Linked DNA regions of Rattus norvegicus: region 2 is linked to region 1. The links are chromatin contacts, called in public Hi-C maps. All regions are on one chromosome and are shown on one strand. Each heading gives the region's core, a stretch centred on a gene start, on an enhancer-like site or on the middle of the called end of the contact. The rest is flanking DNA. Distances are from core to core; before and after follow the strand shown.

Region 1 (5,113 bases), core at 1,246-3,745:
TTTTCTTATTTTATGAGTATTGGTGTTTTGCCTGCATGTATGTCTGTGTAAGGGTGTCAGGGAATCTGTGTCCTCTGGAAGAGCAGCCAGTGCCTTTAACCAGTGAGCCCTCTTTCCAGGCCCTTACGTGAAAGACTTTTTAGTTGGAGCTGCTGAGATGGCTTAGCTGTTCTTCTAGAGCAGCTGGGTTCCATTTCCAGGAATTACATGGCCACTCACGACAGTCTGTAACTTCAGTTCCAGGGACCTGGTGCCCTCTTCTGGATTTCAAGGACACTAGGCCCTAACAAAGTGCACATCCATACGTGAAGATATAAAATGATGAATCTAACTTTTTTTTTTTTTTTTCGGAGCTGGGGACCGAACCCAGGGCACCACTGAGTTAAATCCCCAACCCCACTTATTTTAAAACTATGTTTTAGTAGGGGTAGAGCCACTCTCAGCAATTAAGAGGGCTTGTTTCCAGAGGACAGCAGTCAGTTCTTAGCCCTCCTGTTGGGCAGCTCACAATTCTTTATTGAGACAGGGTATATGTAGCTATGCAGCTCAGGCTGACTATAAACTCAGAGATCTTCCGGCTTCTGCCTTCCCAGTGCTGGGACTAGAGTTGAGCACCAACATACCAGTCCCTGATTGTTGTCTAACAATCTTTGATTTTGTAGCCACTATAAAATTTGAGAGATTTTTGTAACTGATGTAATTCACTAACTTCTTAGCTAATAAAATTGAGAGTTTTTTTTTTTTCCACGTGGAGAGTTTAATGAGAGAAGAGTAGAGGGAGAAACAAAGGAGGCGGGCCATGGGCACGTGGAGGGAAAGAGGGAAGGATGGGGAGAGAAGGGACAGGGGACAGAGGGGAAGAGAGCAGAGAAGCAAGAGCAAAAGAGGGTAAGAGCAAATTGAGAGGTTTTGTAGCTAATGTAAAATCATGGTGTTTTTGTGTTGTGCCATGAAACCCCAAAGACCACCAAGGAGTTGAATCCAATGCAATCACATTAGGGTCTCTTTATTCAAGCTCTTGTTGAGGTGGAGCCTCAAAACTGGTGCTAGGTACTGGCCTGTTGGTTTACTTGAGTTCCTCCTTAGGACAGGTTCTCTAAGATGGAGTCTGAACCCAAACGATTTGGTCTGTCACTTGTTTAATGTGCTGGGACATAAACTGTAATCCCAGATAGCATTCTGAAGAATGAGACCGGAAGATGCCACTAATTCTATGCCTGCCACAGCCAGGATTTCATTTCAAGACCTTTCCCTTTACCCATCAAAATGAACAAGCAAAAAGAGAAAATACGGTTATTAATCAGGTTTGTGGCGTTTTATCCTCAGTATTCCAGAGGCTGAGGCAGGAGGGTCAGGAGTTGAGGCGGGTCTGAGCTACAATATGAGATCCTGTCTTTGTATTTAAAGATTCGAGGTTTGCCGGAAAGCATAGACCCCCTACTGGAAGACGAGTACTAAACTAAACAGCCTAAAAGCGGCTAGGGTCCGGGCTGGAGAGATGGTTTAGCGGTTAAGAGCATTATCTGCTCTTTCAGAGGTCCTGAGTTTACTTCAGCAACGGTGGCTCACAACCACCTATAAGGTGATCTGATGCCCTCGTGTGACATGCAGATATAGTATAAAATAAATACATGAACCTTTATTTTTAAAAAGTGGCTAGGGGTTGGGGATTTAGCTCAGTGGTAGAGCGCTTGCCTAGCAACCGCAACCCTGGGTTCGGTCCCCAGCTCCGAAAAAAAAAAAAAGAAAAGAAAAAGTGGCTAGGGTCCTATTTCCAGGTGCGGTGTCCGTAAGAAAGCAGATGCGTTGTAAGAATGAATGGAGAGACTACAATCTCCCGAGGTAGACGACTAAAGTTTAAAACAAGGAAATCGGGGCTGGGGATTTAGCTCAGTGGTAGAGCGCTTACCTAGGAAGCGCAAGGCCCTGGGTTCGGTCCCCAGCTCCGAAAAAAAAGAACCAAAAAAAAAAAAAAAAAAAGGAAATCGCATTAGAAGTGAAAATAACAAGGTAATGACCACCCCGTATGACGAAAAGTCACAGCCAGAAAGGGGGTTTCTTTTCAATAGGGGCGTGGCTCTAGTGGGTTGCTACGAATCGCTACGGTGGCCAGAAATCTCCGAAACCATCGACTGTAAAAACCGCGAAGAAACGGCAATCCGAACTGCGGTCGAATTGCTTGGAATGGCCATACAATCAAAAAAAAATCATCCAACTTGGCAGGGTGTACAAAGTAGAATCCATGAAAAGAGCATTTTAGACTAGAAAGTTCAAGTACTCGGAGAAGTCACTCTATGCTAGACCAAAACAAATATCCTGCGATGAAAAGAGGTGGAAGCGGAGTACGGTGGCCGAGACGGGTCTTCAAGAGGGCGTGGCTTGAGGCGCTCCGTTCAGATACGGAAGCCTGGCGGGGTGGGCTAAATGTGAGATCTCGCGCGATTGCGCTGGCGCCGTCGGGGACGGGGCGGGGCTGGCGGCGGGGGCGGGGACCCGGAGCAGGAAGATGGCGGCGGCGCAGGAGGCGGACGGGGCCGGCAGCGCCGTGGTGGCGGCCGGGGGAGGCAGCTCTGGTCAGGTACGGAGGCCGAGAGGTGCCTGAGGGGGCTCTTCCCCAGCGGGGGGACACTCCTGCAGGGAGTGTCTTGTCCTTTTTGGAGGAGTCGGATGCACCGGGGGCTCCATGCCCCAGAGGGACCTTGAATATTGGGCCCTGGCGGCGCCCGGCTGCCCAGGAGGCCGGACGGTGGCGGGAACCGGGCCCTGTTGCGCGCCAGGTCTCCTGCAGGCTCGCGCCGGGCGTCCAGCGGACTCCTTGCTCGAGCTGAGGAGAGGGTGGCGCGGAGGGGCGCAAACTTGTAAACCCAAGCGTCCTCGGTCCTCGAGTGACTGTGTGGTTCCAGGCTCCAACACTTTTCCTAGAGAGGTCTGGCGTTCTGGGTCCGCTCCGCAGTGCCTGAGATAGGGGGCAGTGATTGGTAGTTTTCAAGCTCAGGGCAAATACGGTAATTTGTGGTGGAGAAAGGGCATGGGCTGCGGAGGCGGACCGACCCATTTCACAGACAAGGATCCGAGGAATGAGTCGAAGGCGCTTGTAGAAGGTCACCCAGGTTAGCTTTGTTATTCGTTCTATGAAAAAGCTGACCGTGGGTGGTCTGGACTGAGATGGGCGCTTTTAACCTTAGCTGATCAAATAGAGAAATTGGTCCAGGCGCGTTTGCCTTCTAACCCATTACTACCCAAACTACACTGAGACTTCAGAGCGTACCAGTTCACTCAGGCACAGTGCAGGCTTCTGCTGGAATTGATGGAGTGACAGCAAGGTGCTGTCGACCCACCCACTGGGATGTCACTGACATGTAGGAGGAAGCTCAGGGGTGAGGAGGACCGACTGGGAGGGGTGCGTGAAGCTGACTGGATGTGACCTTGGACAAGTTTCTTCCTTTGGGTCTTCATTTCCCCAGTGGTTAATGGAGGAGTTGAGTGAGAGGCCCATACTTAATGGCTGTAAAGCTGTCTCCAGCCTTGTCCCTGCAGTCAGGGGAGTGGGAAAGGAGACTGTGTAAACATACTAGGGAAGTGACAGAAGTCGGGATGAGGAGATGAAGGGCTGTAGGATCTCAAAGACGGGGCAGATAGACTCACTTGAGGGAAGATACCGGGCTACAGCGATGAGATAGAACCCAGCTTTTCTGAGCTGAGTCTTTCTGGCATTTCCAACCAGACCTGGGGTACAAGCAGCTCAGGAAATTGTTGGTTTATCTCTGCTGGGATGAATACACTAGCTGGGTCTGCAGGGACTCCCTCTCTTCTGATCCTTGGAACTAGTTCCTTCAAGTTTCTGTTGACTACTGGGTGTCAGTGGCATGAGAGACCAAGACTTACACTGTGTTGAGTAGTCACATGTGGAGCCTCTCTGGTTCCCATCTCTGCGCTAAATCTTTTGTTTGTGACTTTCGTCAGGGTCTTCCTGTGAAGCTAGGGCTGGTGGTGGCCTTTCTGCTTCAGCCTCCCAAGTTCTGAGATGACAGGCATATGCTTCTAATCCTAGCTCATGCTTGAAAAGTTTTAATACTCATCCTTTGGCCTTCAGGATAAAGTACACTTCTTTTCCTTTTTTTTTTTCTTTTTAAAAGCAGATCAAGATCTCGAATGAACTGTTTACTTCAGACTAGACTAGGCTTTTTTCGTTCTATTTTTTTTCCTTTTGTTTTTCTCTCTCTCTTTTAATTTTTGAGACTTTTTAAAGTCATCTCAAGTTTTTGTAGCCCTGGCTGGTCTGGAACTCATAGAGTTCTGCCTGCCTCTGTCTTCCAAGTGCTGTAATTAAAGGTGTGCCCATTATACCCAGGTTTGTTTGTTTTTGTAGTTCTGGAACTCACTCTGTAGCTCAGACTAGCTTGGAACTACAGATCCATCTGCTTTTGCCTCCCAAGTGCTGGGAATAAAGGTGTGAGCCTCCATTGTCCAACTTAAAAACACCCTTGGTTATTGACATTTTGAGTTGGTAAATCCTTCAATGTGAGGCTGCCCTGTGCACCTTGTCCCCTGGTATTTGCAGACTATGCCAGTAAGTAGCATGTATACTCTTTCCTGGTTTGACAATCAAAAAAGTCTCTAGAAGTTTCTGAGTGTTCTCGGGGTGGGGGCAGGGGTGACGGAGGCAGAATCACCTGTGTGGACAGCTGGGACAGTGTCATCTGCTGTGAACCTTACCTCCTAGAGTGCTTCCATTCTCCTTATTTGGAGTCTTCCCTATTTCTCCCTCTTGATCTTCTTGCTCTCACACAATCCTCAGTAACATCCACTTAGGAGCTTACTCCTAGAGGGAGCTGTAAGCGCAAGGCATGTGCAGGGCCACAGAAGGTTGGGCATTTTTTGGATTTGTTTGATTGAAGGCAAGAGTCTTCACCATGTAGTTCAGTCTAGCCTCAGACTCAGAATCCTTTTTCCCTCCGCTTCCTGACATGCCTCACTACCTGGATGATCCTTAGTCCTCAGATTTCAGGTTTCCTTTCTCTAAGAAAGAAATCCTCTCAGACTGGGTGAGCTGTGCCCTTTGGGCTCTCCATGGGTTCTGATGGCCCAGCCTGCCCACTCTTCCACTGGACTT
Region 2 (5,113 bases), core at 933-3,432, 140 kb before region 1:
AAGTGATGGCTCAGCAGAAAGAGAACTTCCGGCACCTGCAGCAGACTGGGGTTCAGTACCCAGCACTCACATCAAGAGCTCAAAACTGCCCGTAACTCCAGCTCCAGGGGAACCTGGCCTCCTTTCCTGGCTCCCTCAGAGATCCTGCAGACACACAGGCATACACGTAATTTAAATAAAATCAACAGCTTGACAGAAAAGACCTTAAGAAATGATGCGAGTTTGAGGAGAGAGAAGTCTAAACCTGACTCGGGCCTTGCAGGACACTTTCATGAGCACAGCCCACTAACGTTCAGTTTTTATGTTATCAGTTAAGCAGATTTAGTTATTGTTTTCTTCAAGTCAGACAGGGTTTCTCTGTGTAGCCCTGGCTGTCCTGGAACTTGATCTGTAGACCAGGCTGGCCTTGAACTCAGAGATCTGCCTGCCTCTGCCTCCCCAGTGCTGGGGTTAAAGATGTGCATCACCATTGCTAGGTTTTCTGGAGTTTTGTTTGTTTTAATAAATTTAATTTCAATAGAATATTTTTTTAAAAAAGTTCTGCATGTGCCTTTATTCCAGCACCCAGAAGGCAGAGGCTGGTGGATTTCTGTACCTCTGAAGTTTGAGGCTAGCCTGGTCTACATGGGCTATACTAGTGAGAGCCTGTCTCAAAAGAAAGGAAAGTGAGAAGAAACCCATTGTTAGTTCCTGTCTTTCCCCAAATCCTAATGACTATTACATACTATTAATTACAAATTAAAACAATACGTTTATGTTTTAATGTTTAAAACCACCTATCCTGTGTGTCTCACAGAAATAGAGCAGCATACATAGTATTTTTATTTTAGTCATTATATTGGGGAGGGAATGAGGTAGATTCTCACATAGCCAAAACTAAATCTACGAACTTGATACATAGATGAAGTAGACTTGGAACTGGTAATTCCCCTGCCTCCACTTCCCAAGTGATGGGCTAACAGGCACAGGTCACTATATTTCATTTCTGTGATGCTGGGGAGGGAGCTTTGGATGCTCTGGACAAACACTCAGCAACTGAGCGGTAGCCCCCACCCAGCCCTTGTTAGGGTGTGTGTGTGTATGTCCGTGTGTGGTGTGTGTGGGGGTGTGTGTGCTTGTGAGTGGTGTGTGTGGTGTGTGTATGTATGTGAGTGTGCGTGTGTGTGCCTGTGGTGTGTGTCTGTGGTGTATGTGTGTCTCTCTGTGGTGTGTGTGTCTCTCTGTGGTGTGTGTGTGTGTGCATGTGTCTGTGTGGTGTGTGTGTGTGTGTGTGTGTGTGTGTGTGTGTGTGTGTGTGTGTGCACGCGCGCTCATGTGCTTACCCAGGGTGCCTTCAGTGGATAGAGGCTTCAGATCCCCTGGATCTGGAGTTTTTGCCAAGCAGTGAGGGAGAGGGAGGGAGGGGGGAGGGAGATGGGGAGAGGGAAGAGGAAGAGAGGGGGGAAGAGAGGGAGAAAAGGGAAGAGGAGGGGAGGAGGAGGGGGAAGAGGGTGAAAAGGAGAGAGAGAGCGAGAGAGGGAGAGAGCGAGCAGGCAGACTGAGGAGGAGTCAGTACCCGGTCTAGCTGGGGCGGTGACTGGCTTACTGGGTGCCCTGAGTGCCCTGGGACAGAGAGAACTGTGTTCACGGCGCCCTCTGGTGGCTGCCTGAAGCACGTCGGGGCCGACCCTACAGGTCTGGCAGGTTGGGGTGCAAACCTGCCCGGCAGCCACTTCCTGCAGTCCTGTGCATTCCTGAACTTCACTTTCCGCCACACCCCTTTCACCTCTTTTGAAAATCTGGGTACTTAAACTGCAACTTAATTTCCCTTACCTGCCACGGGAGCCAGAGCTTCCCTCGGGGACAGAGTAACTACTTGACTTTCTGTTCTTAGGAGACTCAGCTCTCTGACCACCCTATAAGCAAAGACTGGCATCTTCAGCCACAATTCAGGAAGGAGTGCCTTGCTCCTCCCTGCAGAGTGTGGAGAACCGAGCACCCAGCGTCCTCACCTCTACCAGCCACCTCTTTCCTCAGACCCAGGGGTCCAGCTTCAGCCCTCTCCCCTCAGGCTCTCTAGCCTGGCCCATTTAGGGTTGCAGCCACCTGCAGTCCCCTCCCGGTCCTCCAGACCCCGCCCTCTTGCTCCCCTTTGGTCCCGCCCAACCTGGAGCCTTTCCCCGCCACACCCCTCCGTCCCAGTCCCAGGCCACCCGAGCGACCCATGGCTGCGGCTACAGCCCCGCAAGGGTGGCAGTGGGGAGAGCCACGCGCGCTTGGCCGGGCGGTAAAGTTGCTCCAGCGCCTGGAAGAGCAATGCAGGGATCTCAGGCTGTTCGTGGGGCCCCCGTCGCTACGGGACCTGCTACCCCGCACCGCACAGCTACTTCGAGAGGTGGCAAAAGCCCGGAGCGATAAGACCAGGGGAGACCCCGAGGGTCCCGGAGGCGCCGGTGATTTTCTGGTTATCTACCTGACCAACCTGGAGGCCAAAGGCAGGCAGGTGGCTGAGCTCCTGCCACACCGCGGCAAAAAGGACGCGAACCAGGATGTTTTCCCGGAGGGCTCCAGATTCAGGTGAGTGCTAACCTACCTCGGAGACAAGTCACAAACTAGTGATTTCCGGAGTGTGCCACCTGTTCCCTCAGACCCGGGAGTCCAGGCTCCAGCCTCCTCCCTCAGACCTAGGGGTCCAGGCTCCAACCCTCCTCAATCAGACCCAAGAGTCAAGACCTTTCTTCCATCAGACCTAAGGGTACAGGTCGAACCCTCTTCCCCATTTTCTCCTACGTTAAGCACCCCTGCCACCAGACCCCCTTTCTTCCTTTTGTGGATCAACTTGCATCTGGGGTCCAGGCATGTCTCTCCCCTAGAGGCCTTAGACACACACGGCCTTGTGAATGTAGGGAGCGCAGACTTCCTGTTGGGGAGGCAGGATAAGTGGACCCACCTGTCCAGCCTGAGAAACAGGCCAGCTCCCGCCCCTACCCCCATCCCCACCTGCCTGGGTTCTGTCAAGGACTTCAGTTCCAAGGACCTTGTACTTGCCTGCCCTCTCTGAGGGACAGCTGCACAGGCGAACTGGATCTGGACCCCAGAGCAAGGTCTAAACTGGTGATTTGAACCTGACTCCCTAGCCTTAGTCGTGGCTTGCCTGGCTTATGATGAAATATAACAAACTATAAATACTATATGTATACTATATGTGTGTGTATGTATGTGTATATACATTTGTATATGTGTGTGTATATGTATATGTGTACATGACTATATATAAAGAAAATGCAAATCTCTTCTTCTTCTTCCTTCCTTTCTTTCTTTCTTGTGTAGTTCCAGCTGGTCTTTAAACTCACTATGTAGACCAGGCTGGCCTCAAACTCACAGAGATCCACCTCCCTCTGCCTCCTGAGTGCTGGGGTCAAAGGGCTCAGCCACCACAATCAGCCCAGAGTAATAAACTCGTTCTTCTGTTTCGTTGGCTGATTGGTTGGTTGTTTGTAGTTGGGGTTTCTCTGTGTAGCCTTGGTTGTCCTGGAGTTCTCTCTGTAGACCAGGCTGGCCCAGAACTCACATAGATCCACCTGCCTCTGCCTCTCGAGTGCTGGCATTAAAGGCATATGCATCACCACTGCTCAGCTACACGGAATTAGCTTTCACTCTGTGTGTGAGGACACAGATCAGGGTCAGAAGACAGGTTGCCAGTGTTTTTAACAGCCCAACCAACTCTAGCCACAATTTTTACGATTTTTCTTGCTTTCTTTCAGCCTGCCTTGTTGCAGTCTGGTGTTTATTCCACAACCAAAGCACCTGCTGGAGAGATGGCTTTGGGCAGCGGTTCTCAACCTGGCAATCCAACCACCTTTCCACAGGGTTCCCTAAGACCATCAGAAAACACAGACATTAGCATCAGGACTCAAAACAGGAACAAACAGTTATGAGGTAGCAAGGAAAATATTTTTATGGTTGGGGGGTCACCAGAACATGCAGAACTGTATTAAAGGGTCTCAGCGTTAGGAAGATTGAGAACTACTGGCTTAGAGGTAGAGTGCGTACTGTTCTAGCGAGGACCAAAGTTCCCAGCGCAGAGGATGGGTGGCTCACAATCATCTGTAACTCCAGCTCCAAGGAACTGACCCCTCTTCTGACCTCCTCAGGAACCCACACTCATGTGCACATATCTATACACACACACACATATGCACATGCATGCATACATACACACACAAAATTAAAAACAAAAGGGAATCTTTAAAAAAAAAAACAGGCCAAGTGGTGGCGCATGCCTTTAGTCCTGGCACCCAGGAGGTACAGGCAGTGGGCAGGTGGATCTCTGAGTTCTCTGCGACAGTCAGAGCTACGAGAGAAACCCTGTCTCCCAAAACCAAACAAACAAAATACCAGTTTGTTACTCTAGGCTGATTGTGGTGCCAGAGCCCTTTGACCTCAGTACTCAGGAGGCAGAGGCAGGCAGATTTCTGTTAGTTTGAGGCCAGACTGAGTTTGATCCTGGAGAGAGAGAGAGAGGGAGAGAGAGAGAGAGAGAGAGAGAGAGAGAGAGAGAGAGAGAGAGAGAGAGAGAGAGAGAGACCTTGTAGTCTGAACCAGCCAGAGTTGCTGATGGCAAACCCATTGAGCTATACAGCTCTGCATTCTGGGAAGTGAGGTTGCTAAGAAACTGTCACAAGCCCTACAGACCTGGCCATGGAAGCTATTAGTATAAATGAGAAATATAATAAAATCAGCATGAACCAACTGCTAACCCAATATGCTATGCAGGTTTCTTTTGATTTTGAAAATGCTCGGGATGGAACCCGGGACCCTGAGCATGGTAGGCAGGGGCTCTACCACTGAGCCACGCCCCCAACTCCTCACTGGGGGATTCTAGGCAGGGGCTCCACCACTGGGCCACGCCTCTAGCCCCTTACTGGGGGATTCTAGGCAGGGGCTCTACCACTGAGCCACACTCCCAGCCCCTCACTGGGGGATTCTAGGAAGGGGCTCTACCACTGAGCCACGCCCCCAACCCCTCACTGGGGGATTCTAGGCAGGGGCTCTACCACTGAGCCACACCCCCAGCCCCTCACTGGGGGATTCTAGGCAGGGGCTCTACCACTGGGCCACACCCCCAGTCCTT

What was found. Hi-C and Micro-C count contacts between places; a contact is called where the count stands out from the background.
Region 2: a contact with region 1 is called in a Hi-C map of the A7r5 cell line, with 5 times the contacts expected there. The contact joins the promoter of Cblc here to the promoter of Clptm1 in region 1. A contact is called at or near these places in 8 of 12 Hi-C or Micro-C datasets (the A7r5 cell line, the Rat2 cell line, Schwann cells and 4 more).

The regions. Positions count from the first base shown.
Region 1 is chr1:88,446,429-88,451,541 of GRCr8, reverse strand. Clptm1 (CLPTM1 regulator of GABA type A receptor forward trafficking) reads left to right here and starts at 2,495. Exons shown (of 14, transcript NM_001106232.1): 1 at 2,495-2,578. The coding sequence starts at 2,507.
Region 2 is chr1:88,581,778-88,586,890 of GRCr8, reverse strand. It overlaps Cblc (Cbl proto-oncogene C), which reads left to right and starts at 2,182. Exons shown (of 12, transcript NM_001034920.2): 1 at 2,182-2,556. The coding sequence starts at 2,204.